Linked DNA regions of Mus musculus: region 2 is linked to region 1. The links are chromatin contacts, called in public Hi-C maps. All regions are on one chromosome and are shown on one strand. Each heading gives the region's core, a stretch centred on a gene start, on an enhancer-like site or on the middle of the called end of the contact. The rest is flanking DNA. Distances are from core to core; before and after follow the strand shown. Region 1 overlaps Ercc8 (excision repaiross-complementing rodent repair deficiency, complementation group 8). Region 2 overlaps Depdc1b (DEP domain containing 1B).

The links. Hi-C and Micro-C count contacts between places; a contact is called where the count stands out from the background.
Region 2: a Hi-C map of hematopoietic stem cells shows a contact between it and region 1, with 9 times the contacts expected there. The contact joins two enhancer-like sites. A contact is called at or near these places in 5 of 15 datasets of contacts at CTCF or cohesin (CD8 T cells, the NIH/3T3 cell line, hippocampal excitatory neurons and 2 more), 204 of 484 Hi-C or Micro-C datasets (the 3T3-L1 cell line, 3T3-L1-derived adipocytes, the 4T1 cell line and 117 more), 22 of 115 datasets of contacts at active chromatin or transcription factors (CD4 T cells, CD4 single positive thymocytes, CD8 T cells and 16 more) and 4 of 9 other capture datasets (adipose tissue, embryonic stem cells, liver and 1 more).

Annotation. Positions count from the first base shown.
Region 1 is chr13:108,176,993-108,182,528 of GRCm38.p6, reverse strand. Ercc8 (excision repaiross-complementing rodent repair deficiency, complementation group 8) reads right to left here. Exons shown (of 12, transcript NM_028042.4): 8 at 4,812-4,912; 9 at 3,833-3,957. Among named protein-coding and RNA genes, the nearest start is that of Ercc8, 21 kb to the right of the region's middle. Within about 2 kb of position 2,703, at least 9 of the 459 cell types and tissues checked have an H3K27ac peak or open chromatin away from gene starts, as enhancers often do. A contact at or near this core is called in hematopoietic stem cells, where this site is marked.
Region 2 is chr13:108,336,756-108,342,417 of GRCm38.p6, reverse strand. The region is part of intron 2 of Depdc1b (DEP domain containing 1B); the gene reads right to left. Among named protein-coding and RNA genes, the nearest start is that of Depdc1b, 23 kb to the right of the region's middle. Within about 2 kb of position 4,092, at least 59 of the 459 cell types and tissues checked have an H3K27ac peak or open chromatin away from gene starts, as enhancers often do. A contact at or near this core is called in hematopoietic stem cells, where this site is marked.

The DNA of each region.
Region 1 (5,536 bases), core at 1,454-3,953:
TGAGGGGAGCCAGCTACATAAGATTCATTCATTCCACGTTAGGAAGAACACCCTTCCACTTCCACAGACAGCCAGGATGGATGGACCATGTAACTATGGGGAGGCATGGCTCCGGAAGCTAGAGAGGGCCTAAGTGGGGAAGGGCCTTAGGAGTGAGGGGAGAGCAGAACACACATGATATGAAATTAGGAGAGGATTACTGGTGGTTAAAATGAGAAGAGGGAAAGGAACAGGAGAGGAGGGAGCTGGGTTAAAGAACACAAAGGCTGTATGGAAAAGCCCTATGGAGACTAAACTTCTATTAAAGAAGTTTGAACATAGGTACCATGCATGGATAATGCCTCCCACAGAAAACACAGGTAAGTGAAAATCTTGCCAGACATGGGTTACTTCCTGTGATGGTTTATATATGCTTGGCACCATTAGAAGATGTAACCTTGTTGGATTAGGTGTGCCACTGTGGGTGTGGGCTTAAGACCCTTACCCTAGCTGCCTAGGAGTCAGTCTTCCACTAGCAGCCTTCAGATGAAGCTGTAGAACTCTCAGCTCTGCCTGCACCATGCCTGCCTGGATGCTGCCATGTTCCACCTTGATGATAATGGATTGAACCTCTGAACCTGTAAGCCTGCCTCAATTAAATGTTGTCCTTAGAAGGGTTATCTTGGTCATGGTGTCTGTTTACAGCAGTAAAACCCTCATACAGAAGTTGGTACCAGGGACTGGGGTATTGCTGTGATAGGCCTGACCATGCTTTTATTTAGAGGAATGTAGATTTTGGAACTTTGGATTTGGAAAGCAGGGGAATGCTTTAAATTGGGCGGGCTTAATGGGCTATCCTAGTAGGAATATGGAAGACTTTGTTACTGAGAGTGATTTGAATTGTATGGACCTGGCCGAAGAAGTTTCACTGGAGAATTTCAATATGAGGCCTAAAAACTGTTTTTGTGGTGTTTTGGTGAAGAATGTGGCTACTTTTTGCCTTTGTCTGAAAAGTCTGCCAAGGTGAAGAGACTCAGATTAACTGCACTGACAAAGGAAGTCTCAGAAACACCAAGCATAGAGTGTGTTCTCTGGTTAAATCTCATGAAGAATGTTTTGAATAAGCATAGCAAGTTTAGAAAGCAAAGACATAAAATATATGGTTCCAGTATTAAAGGGGCACCAGGAAGTGAAATAGAACTGAATCCTATGTTCTAGGAGATAACAGATTAAGGAACTTTGTGGCAAGATCCTACCCAACTAAATTTAGATCCAGGCATGGTGGTACATACCTTTAGTCCCAAGAGATAAAGCCAAGCAGATCTCTGAGCTCAAGGCCAGCCTGGGACAGAGCAAGTTATACATAAAAAGCTTAAATCAAGTGTGGTGGGACACACTTTTAATACCAGGAGACAGGTATGTAGTTGTCTGAGTACAAGATCAATCTACAGAGCAAGATCCAGGCGAGCTAAGCTTAGGTAGGGAAGGAGTCGGAAAAGAGGAAGCTAGTGGCAATGTATTAGGACAAGGGAAAGAGGCAGAACTGCCAGACAGCCAGAGTGCAGACAACAGGCGAAGGCATTCAGTTAGAACAATAGGAAAGGTTGGAATTATAAGTGGAAGACTTCCACTGGGAGGAGCCATAACAGGATAGAGTAACTAATCAGAGGTGAGCCTCGCAGTGACACTGGAATACACAGGAAAAAGAAACCACGGAGAAATTAACAGCTCTGTGGTACTAATGAACAAAGATCAGAGGCTCAGTTCCCTGACACATCCACCACAATATGACAGATAAGGCCAGTAACTGAACAGCACCAATACCTACTTTGAATTCTTTTTGTTATTGTTGCTGTTGCCAAACCTGTCTCCTTGTGAACTTTCCCTGCAGGAATTTGCTCCAACTTTAAGGCACGGTCTCCAAGTTTTAGTCTACAAACCACGGGGAGATTGTGTCACGAATCATTAAGGATCTGTTAATGTTTGTGTGAGGAGGAAACTTTTAAAAAATTCTATTTCTATGTATTGTTATTTAAAAGGTAAATTATTAAGCTTTAAAAAGATTAGTATGTAGACACAATGTTTGTATGTAATTATAATTAAAGAAATATTGGAAATTTGTACCTATACATATTTTCATAAGGCAAAAACTCTGCCCTCTATTTGGTATCTCAGTATTACTTTTTAAACTTTGTAATTCTTTTTTAGGCAGACAATATCCATGATTTACAAAATCATGACAGTAAAACTGAAAAGAATATTAAGTAAATCACCCAATACCCGAAACATTACTAAATGGCGGGAGTAGAATTTGGTTTCTGATTTGACAAGACCTTTACAAATATAAAGGCAGGGTTTCTCCTCAGAGTTTACTTTTCTGGGATCGATTTCTCATGCCTCTTCAAGTATTCTGGGATCGATTTCTCACGCCTCTTCAAGTGTCATTTCTCAGTTAGCACTGCTCTCTTTTTATGAATAACTTACTTTGAGAATGTCTATTAAAAATTCTGTGATCCATTCTAAACTTATATTCTTAATAGCAAACCCCTAAGGCAGGAGTACCATCTTTATAGAGGCAAAAACAGAATAAGCCTTCTTAACCATGGACACATGTCCAGTGCCGTCTGTGTTCGTCACATTAAGCGTGGACACAGTGTGACCTGCCACTTCTCTACTGAAAGACCTCTCCTAGGCCTCACCCGGGCCTCCAAGGCTCAGCTCGCTGGCAGCCTGTACTTCCTGTTACTGTTTGTGGATTTCAGCGTGAGAGTTCCCCGCTGTCCCCACAGGACCCATGATGCTGCCATAGTCTTTGAGTGCTTTTTCCTTCCTTTCCCTAGATTAAGTCGCTGGTGGCTCAACTCTTCTTTTCTTCTGGGTCAATCAAGCCTTTCATGACTGCCCTATGAGACCCAGGTACTAACTTCCTAGTAGCTTCTCTTTTACTGAGTTTTTCCTGAGATAGGGTCTTGTTAGGTAGCCTGGGCTGGCTCTGAACTCTCTAGGTAGTCCAGTCTTGCCCCTGAGACCCACCTGAGTGTAGACACACAGCAGGCTCTTCCTTTCTCCACAGTTTCACTTTATGCTCATCTACTGACTGATCTTTTTTTTAAACTCCTTCCTAGAATGGAAGCTTCCTAAGATAAAACAGGTTTTTCTATGCTTTGTCTATTGCTGTATGATTATTGCTTGGCAAATAAGTAAAAGCTGGATACATACTTATTAAAAGAAGATAAGGAGAAAGGAGAAGTCTGATTTAGGACATGATATAACACAAGGAAGAGAAGAGTCTAAAGTATGAAGCCAACACCCGCAGATCTACCCTGAGAGACAGAAAACCACTCCACATTGATTATGGGAGGCTGGGGAGTGCAGCTTGGTGGCAGAGTGCTTGCCTGGCAGGCACAAGCCTCTGGGTCTGAGGTCATCATCACAGACACAAGCGACTCCATACAGCATAGAAATACTAGTATTTATGTAAGTAATCAGAGTGACCCTCTCAAGAATTTTAGAGAAAATGAATAGCTAGAATGAATGGGTAAAAAAGGGATGTGATTAGCTGTACAATTTGACTGTTGGTAACTCATCCGGATTAGAAGTTTTCAATGTTTTAATTAGAAGCATGAGGTACAAACACTTGCACTTCACCAGTGCTGCAGTAGGAGTGGAGCATGGCAGGCGTGCCAGGAGGGGTGGCTTGCCTTGACTTGAGAATATGTCGTTCACATCTAAAGCATCTTTCTAAACTATGTTAAGAGCTGTGATTCAAAGGCAAGAAATGAAGTCACATCCATAGCAAAGTAGAAAGTGTACATCACAATCACCCACTGAAAGGCCCTCTGAAGTCCCTTACCAGGGTGTTGTCCCCGCTGGAGCTATTCCAGAGGCGCATTCGGTTGTCTGTGCCAATGGTGAGCAGGTGAAGGCCGTCACTTGTAAAACATAAGCCGTTAACTTTCCCATTGTGAGCAGTGTTTGCTGCAATGAAAACACATTTGGCTTATGTTTTTCTGTATTAAGCATATATCTAAACACATTAAAGAATAACTAGTGAGTTACTTTAACTATAATTTGAACACCCTTAAATTAACCAACCTTTACATTATGTGAACACAGTAAGCGGCATTCAAAGAACCATGAATACAAAGGAAAAGGAAAGGCAAAGAAACTTGCTAAGTATAATTTTTTCCAGTAAGTAAATGGTATTAAATTAAATTAACTGTACAGTTCAATATCAGAACTTTAAACACCTTTGACCCTTCTATATAGTTCCCTCCAAACTCGAAATCATTTGTCATATTAAACATCTGTAATTGCGGTGCCGGCCTGGACTCCCATCCCTAGGAAAGCAGAGGGAACTTCCCGCTGTACCCTGACACACTTCTAGTCCAGATGAAGTGCGTGCTACCACCCAGGAATTAAATCCCCCAGAAACACAGCCGAGCTGCAATGTCACATGGACTGCACCTAACTTCCACTCATCACAACTTGCAGTTTTTATGGTGACAAAACATCATTATTTCTTTAATCTATTGTAACTTTCTGTGTAATATAGGATTTGCATAGTTGGCTTTAAAGGAAAAATATTTGCAAACCAAGTTACACAGAAGTTACGTTTGCAACTCTGGAGGAAAAAGCAATCCCCAGTTATTTGTATCTTGGGAGAAAGAAAACCATAATTAAATTTGATTCACAAACTGATTTCTGGTAAATGCCATTTACAAAAATCAGTTTTTAATTTGTCAATATGCATATTTATTATTTGATTTCAATGAAAAGAAAGCCCACCATAAGAAGCACTACTGTATTTCTCTTCCTATGGTCCTCATTACCTGATTCAGCAGCTTGTGACTTTTTCCCATTATGCTGGTCAAGAGTAAGCAAGCATCCTGACGCTCTTCTCACATCCCATAATTTTACTCTACTGTCAGCACTGAGGGAAAGCAGAAGTCGTATATTGACATACATAGCTACGATAATAATTCCACTCTTTACTTTGCCAACTTGACCACCGTGGATTCACTCTATTAGCACAAATATATTCCTACAGTTGTACTGGATTATTTTCAACAAATATTCAACACTGGCCACTCACCAATACAGAAAATATCAAAACAGTAGCAAAGAGAGGTAATCTTTCTTATCAGACTCAAGGACAAAGTTCTGCTTTTCTCCAGGGTCTTATCCCGCTACTTATGGCACACTTTCTCTTATTTCTCAATTGCCATCTAGAAAATCAAGCAGTTAAGGAATCTCATTGTTTAAACATTTATTTATTTAGCATCAATTTGTTTTTTCTTTAATTTTTTATAGAAGTTTGAAAATAAGGTACATAATGAAGACAATCTATTTTCATTTCCTTTGTGGTCAAATCCATCTTTAATATCTTCTAGAAGCTAGACACTTCACTTTCTTTCAAGTGAAATAACGAAGGAACAGACAGAACATGTGTCAATTTCTCCTCTAAAAATCCCCTGATAATAACATGTGCTCCCAGTCAGACTCACTCAATCCATCCTGTCTCTATAAAGACTATAATAATATTCTATAAAAACTA
Region 2 (5,662 bases), core at 2,843-5,342, 160 kb before region 1:
TAGAGGCAAGGAAAGGGAGGATGGGATAGAGGGTTTCCAAAGGGGAGACCTGGAAAGGGGAAACATTTGAAATGTAAATAAAGAAAAATATCCAAGAAAAAAGAAAAAAAAAAAGAAGTTAAATTCCAAACTGATCTAGTGATTCCACAAGATTCAATTCAAAAGGCCCAGAAGGACCTGTTACAGAGATAAACACAATGATTCTAGAACAAGTGTGCTTTAATCCCAGCACTCGGGAGGCAGAGGTCAGCCTGGTCTACAGAACAAGTCCAGAACAGCCAGGGTACACAGAGAAACCCTGTCTCAAAACAAGCAAACAAACAAACAAAGAATTAATCTGAAAAAAGAGCAAGGATGGAGGACTGACAGGAAGCTGACCTCCAGAACTGTCACCAGGCTACGGTGACCAGGACAAAACCTCTCAGGAGACACACAGGTGGGGCCTACAGCAATGGAACTGGCTGGGGACTAAGGGATCGCTATGGGACCACTTCCCCTAAGAATACAAGTGAATCAAAAACCAAGGGATAGGGACTGGAGAGACGGTTCAGAGGCTAACACTGGCTTCTCTTCAGGGCCTGAGTTCAATCCTGGAAGCCACGTAGTGGCTCATAACCATCTATCGTGCACTCTGGGGCCCTCTTCTGGCCTGCAGGCATCCTTGCAGGCAGAACTCTGTATACATAATAAATAAAGGGGGGGCATCAAAGGATGGGAACAAAAGTAATCCTGCTCACCACCCTAGTAACCGCCCTGTGCTTCTTGCCGACCACCACTCTATTCAGCAGGTAGCACTGCAGAGATAAGCGCTTGCTGGGGAACCTAGTGGAGCACTCTGTGGCCAGGGAGCAGAAGGTGACAACTACTACTACCGTGGCAAGGGTAAGCGATCCAGATGAGTAGGAAGGACAACAGTGCTTGCACAGAGGAGGAAAGAGGAATATCTATTGCACCCCTCGGTACCTTCTTGTCCCGTTGCAACTGTGAACAGGCTAGTACAAAAATACCAGTCTGAGAAGTGCAAGGTGATCAAGGGTCCAGACCCTCATTAATGAAGTGGGTCACTCTACCAAGCATGGCACTCTAAGCATGTGCAATGACAACTCACAGTGCATAAGAAGGTGTGGACAAGCAGCCAAGACAGGTGGGGACAGGAACTGTATGGTCTTCCTAGCCGTTTTCATCTTCCTGGTCCCCACTTAGGAAAACTGCACCACAAATGTGCACGCAAAAGTGGTTCTATGCCGCACACAAAACAGTCTGTGCTGGCCACAGAGGAATCAGGTCATCTCTCCCAGGCCCACAGCTCCCAGCTGCTGTATCAATCCTGCTTCTCCATGATGCTTCTAGCCCGTCACAGAACACACCAGATGACAGGATCAGCTCTTTCCAGAAGACACAGGACTCCAGCAACAGTCATCGATTGGGAACTCTCCACCCAGGTCCTGATTTCCTGCACTTCCCTCCCTCTCAGGTCACACTTGCATCACAGTGTGCAGGCTCAGTCTGTTCCACAGATCCCTCGAGGTACTCCTTACCTATGGCACTAAAGACCATGTAGGGCTAGTCCTGCCTTGTCACCTCCTTGTCTACTCCAAAGTCCCAAAGAATCCCTTGCTTACATTCATTCGTATGTAATGACTTCACATGGATACAAGAAAGAAGTGCCTGCCACATATGAGACACAACTGGGTAAACCTTAAAGTTTAACAACTAGATCCTCAAGGTAAAAGCCCATTATTTTCTTTACAAATAGATTCTTACTGATGCACTCTATATACTAGTTATACTTGCTTTTGGCATAAAGCAGAAGAGTCAGGCTGTGTCAACAGAGGCTTCATGACCCACTGTCTTCTATCTGGCCGTGTATAAAGCAAAGCTGCTGACCCCTGGTCTAGAGGAAAGACAGATGTAACAGTATTTGCTTGGAAGTTATACAGACAGACGAACCTTGGTCCCACTGTGGTGCAAACAGCAGGCACATTCAGTTTGAATATTGTAAGTTGCAGGAGAATCATTAAAAACCTACTTCTAAGTGTGGGCCAAGACCAAGATGCTGGCATTCCTAGTTTGAAAATGAGGCCAAAGGTCAAAAACTATAAGCGGTTTCTTTACCATTGCACGGGTGGAAAGCTGTAAACAGCTGGGATGAAAGCCCACTCCAAAGCCTCTGTGACAATCCTCCTGTTGCTGGCCTCACAGCGTACTACGCCATCACTGCTCACGTGATGTGGTTTAAGCTGCAGCCTCCTTTCCTAGGAGGAGAGTGGGGTGCGAAGTGCTTGCTTACAGTAAGGATAGGAGCTCACTCTTCACTGACCTTCGGACTTTTTTCCTCAATATACACTGGGTATTCTTCTTGGATTAGGGAGACATCCAGATAAAAAGGAAACTCCCCCCATCCTTATCTCCCCCACTCCCTATATAATGACACCCAGTTTATTTACTGGCTTCCTCAATGGGCAACACCTGCTACTGATAAAGATTCGACTGAGTGGCACCTTGGAAATAAACCTCTCTGAGGGACTCAAGCAAAGCTAACCTTTCTACAACCCTGAAATGATGTCCTATCAGAGGCCCCAGAACAAGAGATCCGGGATTATAATAGTTGGATGAATATGGCCCCCATGGGCACTATTAGGAGATGTGGCCTTACTGGAGTAGACTGGATGTGTTGGAAGAAACGCGTCACTGGGGGTGGGCTTTGAGGTCTCAGATGCTCAAGCCACTCCCGATGTCCTCTTCCTGCTGCCTGCTGACCTGGATGAGAAAGAACTCTCAGCTATCTCTCCAGCACCTTATCTGCCTGTGTTGCCATGTTTGCTGCCCTGGTAGTAATGGACTAAGCCTCAGAACTGTGAGCTAGCTCCAACTAAATGTTTCCTTACAAGAGTCGCTGTGGCCGTGTCTCTTCACGGCAACAGAAATCCTAGGAAACAGAGCAAAGCAGAACATATAGGGATATAATCAACAGAGACCCTCAGTCCCAACACAAACTTCTAACAAATTAGTTCAGAACTGTGCCACCGGCAGGATGGCTCAGCCATTAAAATCACTTGCCACCAAGCCAAACAGCCTAAGAGTGATCCCAAGGCCCCACATGACGGAAGGATAGAACCAAGTCTCATAAGCTGACCTCCACACATGCACTGTGGTACACCCCTGCCACTGCATAAATAAATAAAACTAAAACTAAAACCAAAAAAAAAACAGCTCGGAACTTAAGCTTAATTTTTTTTCAAGTTTTACACACGCACAATGCCCCACCCTCATCTCGGAGCACAAGTTTCAAGCAAGCAGTGGGTAAGATGCTGGCATGAAAGGCGCGGATGATTACTCAACTACATTCCCTGAGGCTCATGGGACACATCTGCCCAACTCCTTCTATCCTTAGTTTCTTGCCAGCTCTACACATCCAGATTGTGTGTCTGTTTCACCTTTCAGCAACTTCAAAACACCTCATCTTACAATCTGCATCTCAGAGCAAATCCCCACTGTTCTCGGGGAGCCATAGTTTAGAATAGAAAGGACTAACTAATGCCCACAAGTCTTTGTTTGTTTCTGTGTACATAACATATGGTACACTCCTCCTGTGCCCCTGGGTCAAAAGAGCTTTCTCTGCTGTCTAAAGGGAGCTAGCCATCTGAATTTCAGCTCCTTTCTCTACTGAAGCTGGTGGGTAAAAACAGGCAGTGAGAATTCACAGAGAAACATAACTAAGGATCAAAGAAAACAGCGACATCAAAGACAAACAGGAAATGGCCAAATGGACAAGCCAGAGAAATACAGAGGAAGTGGGTAAAGAAACCTGGCAAGGTGTAAAACGCAGAAACATTTTGGGGTCATACCAGAGAAGCAACTCATAGGCTTGAATTTGGCATGAATTAATCGCCAACACATCTCAGGAGGGATGTTACAGAACAGGGCTGGAATCAGCATCAGAACAGCATATTTCAACATCCTGTTGGCATGCCCACCAACACCTGGGCAGCTTCCACACTGGAGGATGGCAGTGATGGGCTCTAACCCCCCAGAGTCAGGCTGATTCAACAGATCCAGTTCCGTGTACAACAGTTCTCAGTCCAGGGTTCAGCTGGCAAAGCTCCTATCCTTGACAGGTTTTCCCCTGTGCCTCCAGGTTTACCGGGAACTCCAAAGATCCCTCCCACCTCAGAAGGTTATACAATGGTCTGAGTCACTGCTTCGCTTTCAGACAGGCCACACAGTTTCCTAGGCCTAAAAAGCTGCCCCAACTTTACTCAGCAGCCACTGCTTGTTCCATCAGGGTAGGTTCTTGCTACCGTAAACAACAGAAACCAATCCTGGCAAAGTTAACTGGAAAGGACTCTGAAAACATCAAAGAGCTCACAAGATCAATAGAGAGCTAGAGAACAGGATGAAGAAAAAAATAAGAAAGCAGAGAAAAAGTGTTGTGGGGTCCACATAAACCCTACAACACCCAAACACATCAATGCAGACGACAAAAATATATTTTAATCAATCCACTACTGGTCAATTGGGCCGCCAAACAGATTTGGGAGCTGAACTATGAAGAGAAGTTGCACAACACATTTAAAGGATAAGACCACAAACGGGGTGGGCTGTAGCAGCATCCAATCATATTTTGACATAAGGGGTTAATAGGGGAGTTTTCACCAATCAGGTTAGGAGTAGGTTCCTGGGGACACAAACTTATTTGGATCCTGACAGCAACATGGAGAACTTGTCCTTAGGATGTCTGAACTCAGACAACTGTTTCCTTACAATAGAAGACGGTCAGCTTTTGGGAAGTCCCCAGCTCTCCTAGCACCTGGGACCTTGAACTTGGTTTCTCCCTATGACTAAATAGAGTCTGGAAATGAAGCTGTAGTATCTAGAACAAGTTTCTTTTGCTCGTCCCCAACAAAAGCAGAAGGCCAGGTGGCAAACACAGCCAGAACCACAGTGAGACACGCCCTAGGGACAGATTGGTCCCAAAGCCAGCACTGGGACCATGTCTCTGCGTGCCTCCATCATTGTTCTGACAGGCTCCTGCCGTCACAAGAAGCTCCAAGCCGTCTTTTCCCTCTGCATGAAGATTCAGTCCTGGGTGGGGACACCTAAACAGCCAGGAGCAGGCTGTGAGGAAGAGGATGGGATCAATCCCTCGGGCTTTCTAATGGCCTTCCTTCCTTCCCACCAAGCACCACACAAACAGGAGCTCCCACAAACAGAAACATTTAGAATGATTGGCGACAAGAAAAAAAAGTTAAAAGTTCCGTATAAATATAAGCACATGTATGTATACACTTTTCACCAGTGTTCCAGAACGCCAACCTGGCGGCTCATCACTGACCCTTGTGAGATACAGAGCTAGAGGGAGAGTCTCTGAGATGCTTACCCACTCCTCAAGGCGCCATACATACTCCTCGAGATACTAACCAGGAGCAAAGGAACCGCAAACCCCCAGTAAATACTGACGATGCTTATAAAGAACTGAAAACTATTATGGCTTTAAAAAGACTAAGATTATAGTCCAAGCGTCAATAAGAAAATGTTAAACACTAACAAAAATTCTAAATTAAGATGGCTCATCGGGGAAAAGCCTCCAAGCCTGATTCCCTGAGTTCAACATCAGGGACCCACATGGTGGGGCGAACAACTCCTGCAAGTTGTCCTCTGA